Linked DNA regions of Mus musculus: all the other regions are linked to region 2. Evidence: chromatin contacts called from public promoter capture Hi-C data. All regions are on one chromosome and are shown on one strand. The core of a region is the stretch at or near the end of the contact, and the rest is flanking DNA. Distances in the headings are between cores, read along the strand shown.

Region 1 (4,576 bases), core at 1,770-4,269, 1.6 Mb before region 2:
GCCAGTGTCAGACGATATGAGAACCAGGCTGAGCAGTGAGATGTGGATTTGAGGATGCTGTGTTGCTAAAGACATAGCTGTATGTACAGAGGATTTCCCCAGCAGCACCTGGGTGCTCCGCTTCCTCCTTTACTGGCTCTGTCTGGAAAGTGGGGGTAATAATGAGCCCAACTCCTAGGTACTAATGAACTGACACAGTTTGTGTGGTGTTGGGCTGACCTACGGACCCTGTGAGCACCAGATTACAGAACTGTCCCTTCCCACACTTGTGGATCTCTGCCATGCTCCCTGCTGCCTGGGATCTCTACAAAAAACGCTCCTACAGACCCGGAAGAGTCATGTTAAGCACCCAAGCCATGCACCTACTCAAAAACCTTTGAAGATCCTCCACTGCCTATCTTTTTTTTGTTCGTTTTTTGTTTTTTGAGACAAGGTTTCTCTGTATAACTCTGGCTGTCCTGGAACTCACTTTGTAGATCAGGCTGGCCTCGAACTCAGAAATCTGCCTGCCTCTGCCTCCTGAGTGCTGGGATTAAAGGCGTGTGCCACCACGCTCGGCTCCCACTGCCTATCTTGTGACACTCGCAGGGTCCTTGGCATACTGGATCTTCTCCAGTCATGCTGCATTTGGAGCTCCAAGTTCTGCTCCCAGCTCTACTTGCATGGAGTCTCCTCCACCTTGGAAGGCCCATCTCTGCCTTTCAATGTACTGTTTCTATTGTCTCCACACAGCCCTTCTTTCCCTCATAGAATCCTTGTCCAAGCTTCCATAGCCACCTCTGCCCAGAAGTCCTCCTATGTGCCTTGTAGGATGTGGGGTTGGCCTCTTAGCAAATGTTCTTGTTCATGCATTCAGTGAGCACATGCTGGTGTTGCTGGACCCCAGAGACCACCGCAGGAGAGCCCCCAGCCAACAAGCTCAGGATGGTATGTAGGCAGACCACCATGCAGACCCGCCATGTTAAAGGCCTCTCAGGATAGTGTGTTGATAGTGACAGGCATCCAGGCCCACCATTGTGAAGGGCTCAGCTGCGGTGGATGAGACAGGACTTGGGAGAAAAGGTCTCTGAGAGAAACTGCACACAGGGGAGAGTGCTTCTAACAGCAGAACTGCTCCCCTTGTGAGGCACAGTGTGAAGGTTCACCAGGCCTGTGCTGAGTGTTCACTGACTAAAGTATAATAGGGGACGCTCCTCATGTAAATGGAGAGCTGCCAAAGAAAAGCAAGGACTGAAGCCCGAGTCTGTCTGAACAGTGAAAGAATGAGTAGTGTGAAGGTGTGGAAAGTACGCACACCTGAACACACACACACACACACACACACACACACACACACACACACACTCACGCATGCACACAAGCACGCATGCGCGCCTGCGTGAACACATGCAACCCCACATGTATACCCACACATCCACACATGTGTGGGCATGTGCAAACACATAATGGAGACACAGACAAACACCCAGGAATACATGCAACCACATTTGTACACATATATATGTGTGTGTAAGCACATAGACACACAGGAACACACACAACCACATATGTATACATGTGTGCACATGTAAGCACACACACACACACACACACACACACACACACCCCAAATGGAAAGCAAGTCAACGAAAGAGAAGCTTTCACTAAATTTTGGGACTTCATCATAGTGGGAAGACTAAGTCACTTCCTAACTCTAACTCCTCAGATCTGCAAGTCACCTCTCCTTTAAGGATGTTTGTTGTACTCTTCAAACACAGGGTGACGTACAGGAATAAAACCAAAGGGGCCCGATTTCTCAGTTCCTGGCTGCCCTTCTGCTACCACAAAACACTGTGGAGGTTAATCACCATCATCCAGCCACAGGGGTGTCAGCAGAGGCCCTTGGAGCAACAGAGCCTTCCCAGCTCTTGTGGCTACTCAAGGCACTGGTGCCAAGGAGGAAGAACATTAACCACAGCAGAGACATGAGCTCAGCAGAAGAGACAGGTCAAATGATAAGACAAGGTGACCACCACCCCAGTCCTTCTACCGTAGGCTCCTCTCCAGCACCAGCCCTGTCTTGCCCGGTGCTACCCCATTTTCTAGGACCCTCAGTTCATTTCTTTGTTTGCTCTCATTCCTGGCTCCTGTCCACCAGTGTCCTACCCCAGCAGCTCTGAAACATGCTCCCTGACTGTGGGCAGCTCTGGAAAAGCCCAGGAGTGGTGTTCCCCAGAACAGCAGTCTGTGGGTGAGGGTGGTAGTAGGGCATTTTATTTAGCTTTTGTACTTCAGTGTCTTTCAGAAAAGCAGCCTCTCATGGCTCAGGGACTTACTTCAGTCTGGCAGCTTGGAAAGCTCTTTGGCCTAAATCCCTTGTGCAAAGGGAGCCACCAGGTGAGGGGCTACCTGAACTGTCATCCTTCCCTGCACTTCTGTGTCCTTAATGGACACAGCTGCAGTCAACGGGAGGTTTTGGGGTAGGGGCAAAGAAAAACTGTTGCAGAGGACACAAGGGTCACTCAGTGTTTGGAGCTGGACAAGGTTCATGCGAAGGTGCTGAGCTAGGGCCACTTCACACCCTGCCTCTTCCTGTTCCTCACCAGAGGTGGCTGCAGCACCACCACCACAGACTGTTTGGGTGACCTTGAGCCCCAGTGTCCTCATCTGGAAGTGGGAGCCCCAATTCCGAGTCTTAAGGTGTGGCTTCACCTGAAGAATGTCAGTCTGATAGATGCTGACACACCCCCTCACCCTTCGCTGGGAGCTGGTAGGGACAGGGACAGCTAATATGTGGAAAGAAAGAGGGGTATCCAGCCACCTTGGCCACCTAAAAGGTACCAAAGGGCCCCAGAGCCCCAGAGGACTGGGTAGCAGTTGTTACCTGCTCTTCTTCAGGGCTGAGGTTCGGAGTTCTAACCGGAGCATGTGGCACCCCAGCCCAGCGACCCCGGTTCTCAGGAAGGGGTCGTAGGGGCAGACCAGAGCACAGTTCCTGGAGGCTGGACATGTCTGCAGAAGCTGAGGTGGAGGCAAGTATGAAGTGACTGACTGGGTAGTCAGGGGCAAGCAGGGTGGGGACAGCCCCAGGGCCACCTCCTCCAGCCCCTCATTGGGTCCAGAGAGGGCATAAGGGGCAGGTCATTTGGATCACTGCCTGATAGGTTGGTTGCCTGAGTGTTACTTGCCAGAGGAGAAACTCCTTGGGGTCATACCCAAGTTAGATGGGTATGAGTTTGGGGTGCTGGTAGGCTTTGAGGGTGAGGTTTTTTCCAATCTTAGAGGGGGTCTAAAAAGTGGCAATGTTGGAATATTGATGGTGGGCAGTCATGTGACATTGAACCTGGCTCAAGCTCTACAGAAGCAAGTCCCTTGTATTCCATTTCCCTGACACTTGAGCAAGAAGGGGAAGGTAGGTGTGGTTACAGCTTTCCATGCCCCCAGCAACCTCTAATCATTAACAGCTCTGCATAAAAGCCTTTCTCCACATCCTGGCCTTGGACCAAAGGCCAATGCTAGGTGTCACTTCCCCCCGCCCCTAGCCAGGAAAGGTCCACCATTGAGTCCCAGTGATCCTGGTAAATGTCCACTCCTGGCCAACTTCATGCCCTTTGCTCTGTCCCTGTGTACACAGGTGGGTGGTGACCTACTCCTCCATCTGCAGAAAAAGGTCATGTCACCCGGCCTTTGGCAGAGTGGGAAGGTGAACCATTGGTCACTTAGAGCAGTACATGAGGTGGCTGGCACTTGTGCTGGCCCTCAGAACTCCAGTCCCATGTCACTGAAAAGGAAACTGAGGTCAGAGAGGCAAGGAGACTTCCTGAAGTCCTGGAGCTGGTTATGAGTGAAGTTCATATTGGAGACTTGGGACCCCACAGTTGGATGGAGACACCACTGAAATGGCATCTGTGCTTAAGAGTCCAGTGTACATGCGGGAGTGGTGTGAAGACATCAACAAGACGTTCTATAGCACAATTAGAAAAGCAGATCTGTCTCTGTCTGCAGTCCTGCGTCTGGGGACACCAGGGGGCATTCTGGGTGGCCTTGTGGTGAGAGTATTTTTGCATCCTTGGGAGCCGGTCTTGTGACTCCTGGATAGCCCCAGAAGTCACTTGTTTTCCAGGGAATCCCAGGGAGGGGAGAGGTGGAGGTGGGGTTAATCACCATTGACAGATGCCACCAGTCATGACAGTGTAAAGAGTCCCACAAAGTCCCTAAGGAAGGATTCACAAGGCTCCTATGAAGGGACCCCCAGGGTACCAAGAAGCCCACAGGGTCCACAACACTCACAAAGTCCAGAAGGGTCCACAACTCTCACAACTCATCCTGAATGCCTTCTATTCAGCTGACACCCAAATCCTTCATGGTACACAGGTGAATAAAGTAACATGCTACCCCGAGTTTGTGTGCTTCTGATTAGGTTTCCTTTTTCTTTAAATTTATTTTTTATTTTTAATTATTTTTTTATTTTTTATTTTTTGTTCCAGGGATATGCTAATCATCCATCTACCCTTGAGTTTCAGTCCTAGAATTTTTTTTCACATTGTGCATTTTTTAAAAAAATTTTGACAAAGTATAAAAGTGCATATCATTTCTT
Region 2 (4,350 bases), core at 792-3,291:
GATTATCACAAACAAGCCGGGCTTTTCCTGCTTCACCCAAGAGGAACAGGGTGGTGGGGAGCAGCTGCGGGGCTGGGCACAGCCCCAGTCTGTCTCCAGCAGCAAGGCAGATCCTGGATAGGAAAGTCACTGAGCTGGCGAGAAACCAGAAGGAGACCCCAGGCCCCTCTCCTCCCAGCTAGCTGGGTGTCATCTCTGAAGCTCAGAACTAAGCAGGAGCACACAGCAGAGGTTAAAAAGACAGATACGCGCACATATAATTTTAGTTTTCTTATGCATTCGCTGGCTTTTTTTTTTTTTTAAATTGTTGGGTTTGCTTTTAAATAAATGCTTGCAACAGGGAATCAATTCTGGTACAAAAAAAAAAGTCATATGAATCTTTGAAAACTGCCAGACAGTGGACTCCTATCCTAGTTGTAGTGAAAAGAGAACTCTTGAGCCGTCATTTTAAAGAAAAGCATAAAGTATAGCTCACAACTTTGCTAACACCGCTGTGCCAGGGGTGTCAGTGACATGAGAGGCAGGTCACGGAAAGGGTGGCCCTCATGATGACGGAGGAGGAGGAGGAGCAGGTGCGATGAAGGAGGACGAAGAGGAGAGGACTTACTTGGGTGTGCCACTGGGCTTCCAGTATCTACAAAAGAGGTACTGTCCGTCTGCATTGACCAGGTGAGGCAGGTCCTGGTAGGGAACATTCTGTGGAGTTCGCCTGGGTGAACTTGCCTCAGGCATCCTGCAGGGGTCTTTAGGCCCTTGGAAGAAAGGTGGACATATTCTAAAGTCAGAAATACACTTATGTCCATATGGGAGGAAAGAAAGCCTTTTTTGAGTCAGGACTGTGGCTGTGGCTTCTTTTCTAGGCAATTAAACAAAAAACAAAAAACAAAAAACAAAACAAACAAACAAAAAAAACCCCACCAAACCCCAATTTGATATATATATTTTAAAATTACATACATCTCTTGCAAACCCCTTCAAGATTGAAAAGTCCTGTTTGTCCTTAAGAAAATGCTCACTTTATTTTTTTAAAGTGCCTCAGTATAGCCCCCCTCCCATCTGTGTTTATTTTAAATCATCTCAGGAAACTTCATCTTAAAGACTATTTTAGCTGTAATCAAGCGGAAATTACAGTCAGTTCCGTGGGTACAAAGCCCCAGCTGCAAGGACCCATCTCTCCTAAAATCTCCACTGTGCGGGTTTCAGGGGGCATAATAAGTAGGTGACGCGCCCCAAGCGATTTTTCCCTTCTGAATGCCAAAGATGCCATGACAAACCTGTTTCCATTAGTCTTGGCTTTTGCATTCCACTACCGCCACAGCCTCGAGTATCAGCGCCAGGCAAACGAGGGCTGTTCCCTCATCGCGGCCGCAGGGCAGCACCACGGGGTCCGCGCCCTCCCCGCCTGGGCTGCAGGGGTGCGAGTTGCTCCCTCCTGCTGCTCCAGCTCTAGCTCATGTCGCCACTTTTCCAGAACACACCCCTGAAGGGGTTCCGGGAGCGAGGGACAGCCGGTCCCCAGCCCGGAGCTGCTGCGAGACGCGCTCCGCGGCACCGCGCATTCGCGCAGATGCGGGTCCCCGAGCAAAGTCACCCCGATTCTCCGACAAACTTTGCCTCTTGCCCGCCCGCGACCGCTTAGGGAAGGAAACCTCGCGGCTGTCATCGGCACGCCACACAGGACGTGGACCTGGCCGTTGTTCCCACACCGGTCTGGGAAGATGCAGTTGACGGGCACAAGTCTGTTTGGGGGTTGGTGCGAGGGCGCGAGGGGCGCGTTCACGCGCACACGCTGACACGCGCGCACACTCGTGCGCACGCACACGCGCGCAGGGGACCCCTGGCGGCGGCTCCTATCCTGAGGCAGGGGCGGGAGGCAGTTACCCGGGCCACGAGCGCCGCTGTCACGTTCCCCGAGCACCACGCGGGTCCGGGTCTGCGGCGGGCTAGAGCCAGACTACTGCGCGCGGCCGGCTGCGCAGCGATAGGGCGCGGCGTCTGCGCCGCCACTTTATCCCCAGCCGCTCGGCGGCGGGGGCGGCCCGCTGGGTGGGGACGCGCGGGGAGGCGGCGCCGGGGCCCCACGTGTGCCCGGCCCCCGGGGAGGAGCGGGGCATCGCCCGCCGACCTGCCTCGCGCTTTTCCTGGCCGCGTGGGGGACCTTCACGGGGCACTGAACCGAATTATGGGGCCCTTCCAGCCCATGCGCACAGTCGAGAACACAGACCCTCACACTGGTCCCCGGAGCAGAAACACGCTCACTAGAACTGCATGCACATGTTTACAGTTGCACACGTGCGAGACCCACATTCAGATAGCACAGGTGTAGGCACACCCACAAGGACACATCCTCAGGACCCTTCCCCAGATACAAACTACACACAGAGGTACAAGTGAATGTCACAGTTACTACATGAATACAAACACACAGCATGGACGCACACGCCCTAGACACCATGCACACAGATAAAAACAACACACCACACACACAGTGAGTGTCAGCGCAGAAACCACAGCTCTCATCTTACAGGGGAAAAGATTATTCTGGAGCCATTTTGAATGACCATGAGCTGGAAACACAGATTTAAGTTACCCCTAATTCCATGTTCCTATGTGAAAGCAGTTTCGGGAAGTTTTTTGGGTTTTTTTGGTTTTTGTTTTGTTTTGTTTTGTTTTTAAAATAGTTTTACAGAACAGATAAAGCCGTATATCAAGGCAAGTTTAAAATACATTGGTGGGTACAACAGAGAGTCAGGTAACAGTGAAATGGGAAAGTGTTCCTATAGGCTCAAAATGCTATCTGATAGCATTGCTAACTTTTGGATTTGTAGAAGCTAACTATCGTGTTAAATCAATAGTTAAACAGTGTTCATCTATTGCCTCAAGAAGTTAGTTCTAACAAAGAGGGGCAAGAAAGAAATGGCTGTTCCTGAGGGCCCGAACTTAGCCCAAAATAAAGTAATTTGCCTCTGGACCTGGAACATTCCAACCTCTCCATAGTACTGAAACTTTAATCAGCCAGCTAATCTCAGCAGACACAGCTTCCCTTTAGTTTTCCGCCTCAGCAGCAGAAGTAGCTCCTTTCCCCATGTTTTTGTTCACAACAGAGAAAAACAACACACCATATACACCCAGAGAGCTAAAGATGCGTGACATTCACGCACAAGCGCTTAGAGCTCTGAGAAGGAAGCAGACATACTGCAAGCAAACACACACACACACACACACACACACACTGCATGAAACCATTTCCCCTAGGTGCCCCAGGATCCAGGTCCCACTAGCACAGCTGCCTATGTGGCTGTGGAGTCTGGAATCCAGCACTAAATTTACAGCCTGTCCACTGTGTCCTATGCCTGCCACCTGTGAGTGACAGCTGCAGAGGAAGGATGACCCCAACCCACACCCATCTCCTCAGGCTTTCCAGGGCTTTCTTCTTGGCCAACCACTTTGCAAAATAGCAGGGTTGAATAGTATCATTGTCAGGGCAGCACAGTGGTAGTGTCCACCTAAGGTGAGGCTGCAATCTAACTTGACTTGAATGGTAAAAGGGGTCTCTGAAAGACAGATTGGTTGCAGGCCATGCAGAAGGACCTAGCTCACCCTCTGCCTTAGGCAGGTCTCCAGGGCTTGGACACAGAAGGAGTGGCTAAATGACTTCTTGGAGTTGATTTTGTATTTCCTGGCAGGTCAGGATTAGGGTAAGCAAGCTCAGGCGAAGGACTGGGAGCCTGTTCTCAAAGCTGGACTGGGCCTTAACAGTATCCTTACTATTCACTTCAGCTGTGGTTTACTGAGAGCAAGGGTAGCAGGGTCCTGAAGCCACGGGTTTGAATGTTCCTAGCACTGGTGTTTTGTGACTTTCAATGGTTTGAGAGTTTTGAGAAGAACGGTCCCTTGAGCTGTCAACAGAGTCTCCCCTGAATCTAGAGTTGCTCCCGCTTGATCAGAGAGAGAGTTAAGAGAGTAGAGCCTTGTGTGATTCCTGTAGTCTGGCTCTTCAGGGAATGAGATAAGCCATCCCTAGAGGCCATGAGCTCTCTGCCATCCTCAGCAACAGTAGCATTCAAATCCACCGGGGAAAGACCATAGGTTTAAACCAAATTATAATTAAATGAATTTATTAGTTACTGCTAGCAGGTCGACAGCCTAAAAGCCAAATTAGGCCATGCCACACAGGAGTGGTAGAGGAAGGGTTTGTAAAGGTGAGCACTGTAAACGTCTCATTTGTGTGCAGTGTGTAGCTGAGGGAGAAACTGCTTTCAGTCCTTGCAGCTGTGGATCTGTTTGTCTCCCTCTGTAGACAACCTTAAAGGAGCTGTCCCATGCCCTGGCAAAAGCGATACATGGGAT
Region 3 (4,219 bases), core at 98-2,597, 1.7 Mb before region 2:
CTTCCCACTGATCTTATGACGTGTCGGGTCTCTGTGCGGCATCCTGTGACCACACAGCCAGAGGCAGAGGAAAGAGGATACAGCATTCCAGGCCATCCTGAGATGGTGGCTATTTAATTCACCACGATTAGGGTAGTGAGTACTGGCCTTCCCTTAGGCTCTCAGTTTGTACCTTGTACTACAGGACAGGTGTCACTCCCTAGGTCTCAGACAAGGTACTGAGAATCTAAAGAGCATGAAAGAGCAAAGGCGTGTGCAGGGATACAGTCCAGATTGCAGAGAGAGACAAGATCCTTCTACTTCCAGGACAGATGTGTCACCAGTGGCACCCAGCTGTAACTGTTAGGTTGAAGGACTTGGTACCTTGCAAGGTAATGGCCTGGACTGCTGAGGCTGAGAACCAGGGTCAGAACCCCAGGGGTGAAGACAAACCAAAGGGAAGCAGTACTTGAGTAGGCACCTTGATTCTCAGTCTCTGGGCATGGAGATCAGAGAATGATAGTGGAGGAGAGCCGGGTTCTATAGAGCCACATGTAAAACCCTGCCTCAGCCTGGAGAGAGGAAGGACAGTCTAGCAGACCAGCATAGCTCTCTCAAGCCCTCACTTATTGGTTAGCCTGTCTGTCAGGAATGAAGACGGACAGGATGGGACAGAACATGACTGAGGTTTCTTAGAATGGACTTTTGAGACCTACAGGGTTCAAGCACCTTCCCAGGCTGAGAGAGGGTCCAGCTAGAGGAGTCCTGGCTGGGAGCCTAGGGTGTGCAAAGGTCCCTAGGCAAGGCTGGCTCAAAGGACAAAGCTTGTGCCAGTGTGGGTGGAGCCCGAGGAGGACACCAGGGAGCAGCGGTGGCTCACTGTGGGCTCCAGAGGACCCTGCCAGCGCTCTAGCTGCCAGGGTGGTGACACATGAGCTGGCTTCCAGAGCAGGAGTGGTTCTATGAGACTCAGTCACTCAGTGCGTCATGAGAGGGTACACAAGAAAAGACCACCTCCTCTGCCCATACTGTCAAGGCTAGCACAGGGGTCATTCCCTTGAGATGCTGGCCTGAAAAGTGTGTCCATTAAGAAAAATGTACTGTTATTATTAAGGGAGGAGGGTGCACATGTATACCACAGCGCACATGCGGAGGTCAGAGGATTTCTCCTCCCAACTTTATGTGGTGGATTCCAGAAATCAAAGACAGATTTCCAGCCTTCCACAGACCCATCTCCCCAGACCCCAAGCATGTCCATTTTAAGACCCAGTGATTGTAACATGTCTTGCATGTTCTCGTTAATGAGACTGTCCAGTGCGGATATTCAGACCATTTCTGGGCAGCAGTCCTGAGGGAGGACCCATGCTCACTTCACTAGCGCCTCCTGCTGGCATTCCATTTGCTGCAACAAACAAGCAGTAAGTCTGCCCTCTTAAGATCAGACACGAACAACCATGGAAGGAGTTACAGAGACAAAGTTTGGAGCTGAGACGAAAGGATGGACCATCTAGATGCCTCACCCGGGGATCCATCCCAAAATCAGCCTCCAAACGCAGACACCATTGCATACACTAGCAAGATTTTGCTGAAAGGACCCGGATATAGCTGTCTCTTGTGAGGCTATGCGGGGGCCTAGCAAACACAGAAGTGGATGCTCACAGTCAGCTATTGGATGGATCACAGGGCCCCCAATGGAGGAGCTAGAGAAAGTACTCAAGGAGCTAAAAGGGTCTGCAACCCTATAGGTGGAACACCAATATGAACTAACCATTACCCCCAGAGCTCATGTCTCTAGCTGCATATGTAGCAGAAGATGGCTTAGTTGGCCATCATTGGGAAGAGAGGCCCTTGGTTTTGCAAACTTTATATGCCCCAGTACAGGGGAACGCCAGGGCCAAGAAGTGGGAGTGAGTGGGTAGGGGAGTGGGTGGGGGAGGGTATGGGGGACTTTTGGGATAGCATTTGAAATGTAAATGAAGAAAATACCTAATTAAAAAAAATCAGACATGAGGCTTTTGCCGCATCTGGCAGGTTTGGAGAGAGGAGAGACCAGGAGGCAGCAGCAGGATGTGTCTGAGTTGGAGGCCAGCCTGGTCTACAGTATGGAACCCTGTCTCAAAACAACCAACTAACCAGTGGGGTCCGGGGAGATGGGTCTATGGAAGTCTGGAAATCTGTCTTTGATTTCTGGAATCCACCACATAAAGTTGGGAGGAGAAATCCTCTGACCTCTGCATGTGCGCTGTGGTATACATCAACAACAAATGATCCAGGAATCTTGTTGTGAGGGTCCCTGAGGCAGAAGTAGGTTAAATGGCTGCTGACTCTTCTGCCCAAGTAGCATCAGAATGCACTGTGGCTCTGAGCCAGCTCCCATTCCTTTTACATTCCTGGAGATCACGGTGGCACAGTGCAGGGATGTCCCCCCATTCTTTGAGGGGTATGTGCAGTCACCTGGCATGGCCCTTCACCTATTCCCCTCCTGACTAGGGCTCCCTTCCATGCCTCTGGCTGATTCAAAGCGTTGGGCATTTTGCCTCTGTTGAGAGGTCAGAAATGTCTGCAGTCTTTAACATCAAGAGCTCTAAGGAAAGTGAGGTCTGTGGCCTTCAGCCTCTGTGCTGGGGTATGTGTCTGTGGGCAGGGAAGGGTTGAGGTGCAGAGCCCACCTCACCCCCACTGCCTATCAAATGTAGTCCTGTTTTAGGTCCAGCCCCAGTGTGGACAGTTGAGTAGTACTCAGTCCTACCCTACAGAGGCTCTTCGAAGTCAGGGCATCTGAATTGCCAGGTTATAGCATATGAGACTCCCAATTCAGCCATGCTACAGGCTGTAGGGGTATCTGTCCCATTAGAGAATGTGGAAGGCAACTGTGTCTACCATTGAGTTACACGAGAAGGTACATTAGCAGGGCTGCCTCCATGTGTCCCAGATAGCCAGGCATGTGTGTGTCAGAAGGGACAGAAATGAGAAAGACACAAGACAGGATGATGATGACACTGTGGAGCCAGGATAGGGATGTGGACAATGACTCCAAACACGTTGATAGGAGAAGACTTGTCCAGAAAGTGTCGAGGCTGAGGAGGAGGCAGCAGGCATAGCAAAGGTCTTGGGGTAGTGAGTCTGGTGTGATTAAGAAGCATCGAAGATGCTGGTGTGGCTGGCTGCAGCCCAAGGACAATAAGAGTAGATGCTGGACCTTGTGGGCCCAAGGGAGGATGTGACTCAAGTTGAATGGAGGCTACTGGGTGATGATGTGCTCCAACGTAGATCTTCTGAAGATCTCTTGAGCTGACTTACCAGCAGCAGAACATGGAGAAGGTGGGTAGAACCAGGAGGCTAGTGGTGGGGGTGTCTATCAAGTGCTAAGGACATTTGAGGGAGGGAAACCTCAGGCTGGATCCTCACCAGGTTCCTTAGCAGGACCACTGCTCACCTCGCTGGCTCTGCTCCAAGTGCTTGAGGAGGGTCAGCTCACATAGCCCAGTGAAGAATTGTTCTCATCTACTGCAGGCAGCACAGAGAGTTAAGTAACTCACCGTAAGCCCCACAGGTAGAAGAATACAGAGCTAGGATTTGAACCTGGGTTCTTGGAAACCAGAGCCCAGGTTCTTAAAAAGGAAGATCACAACGCCTCCCATATAAGACATACTAGTTGTAAAGAAAATAGAATCCTGGCCATCAGAAAGGTGAGCTGACAGGAGATGAGTAGAGGTTACCACTTGACTCTACTGGTGGGCTGCCCCACGGGTCATTCGGGGAAAAATGAGTCCAGGGGAGGCCCCTTCCCATCTCTAAGTCATCATCTGGGAATGTGGAAAGGAAGGGTAGCTGCCTACACAGAACTGCCCAGTGGAACACTGGCTGGAGGAACAGGCAGGATAGCTCTGGAGACAGACCAGTCACAGGCAGGAGAGGACAGTGGAGAGGACCCTGGAGAAGGGACAAAGAGTTATGGGTTCCTAAGACACTGGACATTCAGGATGCGGAGCAATTTTGGAGTATGTCTCCAGATACACCAAGTCTGCTTAGAGATCAGTTACTTATGTAGTAGAGTTTGTATTTGGCTTCTCAGGGCCTCAGTTTCTTCCCCCGTGGAGTAGAATGGAAACCCCCTGACCCCATGAGAAGGTATTCTGATCAGACTCATGGGACTGAGACATGGCAAGCTCTCAACTAAGGAGAAAACCTACCATGGTGAATGATGTGGTGGCAGGTTCAGCACTTGGACCACTGCAGC

Evidence for each region. Promoter capture Hi-C pulls out the DNA fragments that hold promoters and counts their contacts.
Region 1: a contact with region 2 is called in a promoter capture Hi-C map of liver, with 2.2 times the contacts expected there. The contact joins the promoter of Uroc1 here to the promoter of Mgll in region 2. A contact is called at or near these places in 3 of 39 promoter capture datasets (embryonic stem cells and liver).
Region 3: a promoter capture Hi-C map of liver shows a contact between it and region 2, with 3 times the contacts expected there. The contact joins the enhancer-like site here to the promoter of Mgll in region 2. A contact is called at or near these places in 6 of 39 promoter capture datasets (the 3T3-L1 cell line, 3T3-L1-derived adipocytes, hippocampal neurons and 2 more) and 1 of 115 datasets of contacts at active chromatin or transcription factors (kidney).

The regions. Positions count from the first base shown.
Region 1 is chr6:90,331,732-90,336,307 of GRCm38.p6, reverse strand. It overlaps Uroc1 (urocanase domain containing 1), which reads right to left and starts at 3,019. Exons shown (of 20, transcript NM_144940.2): 1 at 2,864-3,019. The coding sequence starts at 2,989.
Region 2 is chr6:88,722,103-88,726,452 of GRCm38.p6, reverse strand. It overlaps Mgll (monoglyceride lipase), which reads right to left and starts at 2,041. Exons shown (of 8, transcript NM_011844.4): 1 at 1,882-2,041; 2 at 608-752. The coding sequence starts at 732. The region is part of intron 2 of Gm26588 (a long non-coding RNA gene); the gene reads left to right.
Region 3 is chr6:90,447,504-90,451,722 of GRCm38.p6, reverse strand. No RefSeq gene overlaps it. Among named protein-coding and RNA genes, the nearest start is that of Klf15, 13 kb to the left of the region's middle. Within about 2 kb of position 1,347, at least 36 of the 459 cell types and tissues checked have an H3K27ac peak or open chromatin away from gene starts, as enhancers often do. A contact at or near this core is called in 3T3-L1-derived adipocytes, kidney and liver, where this site is marked.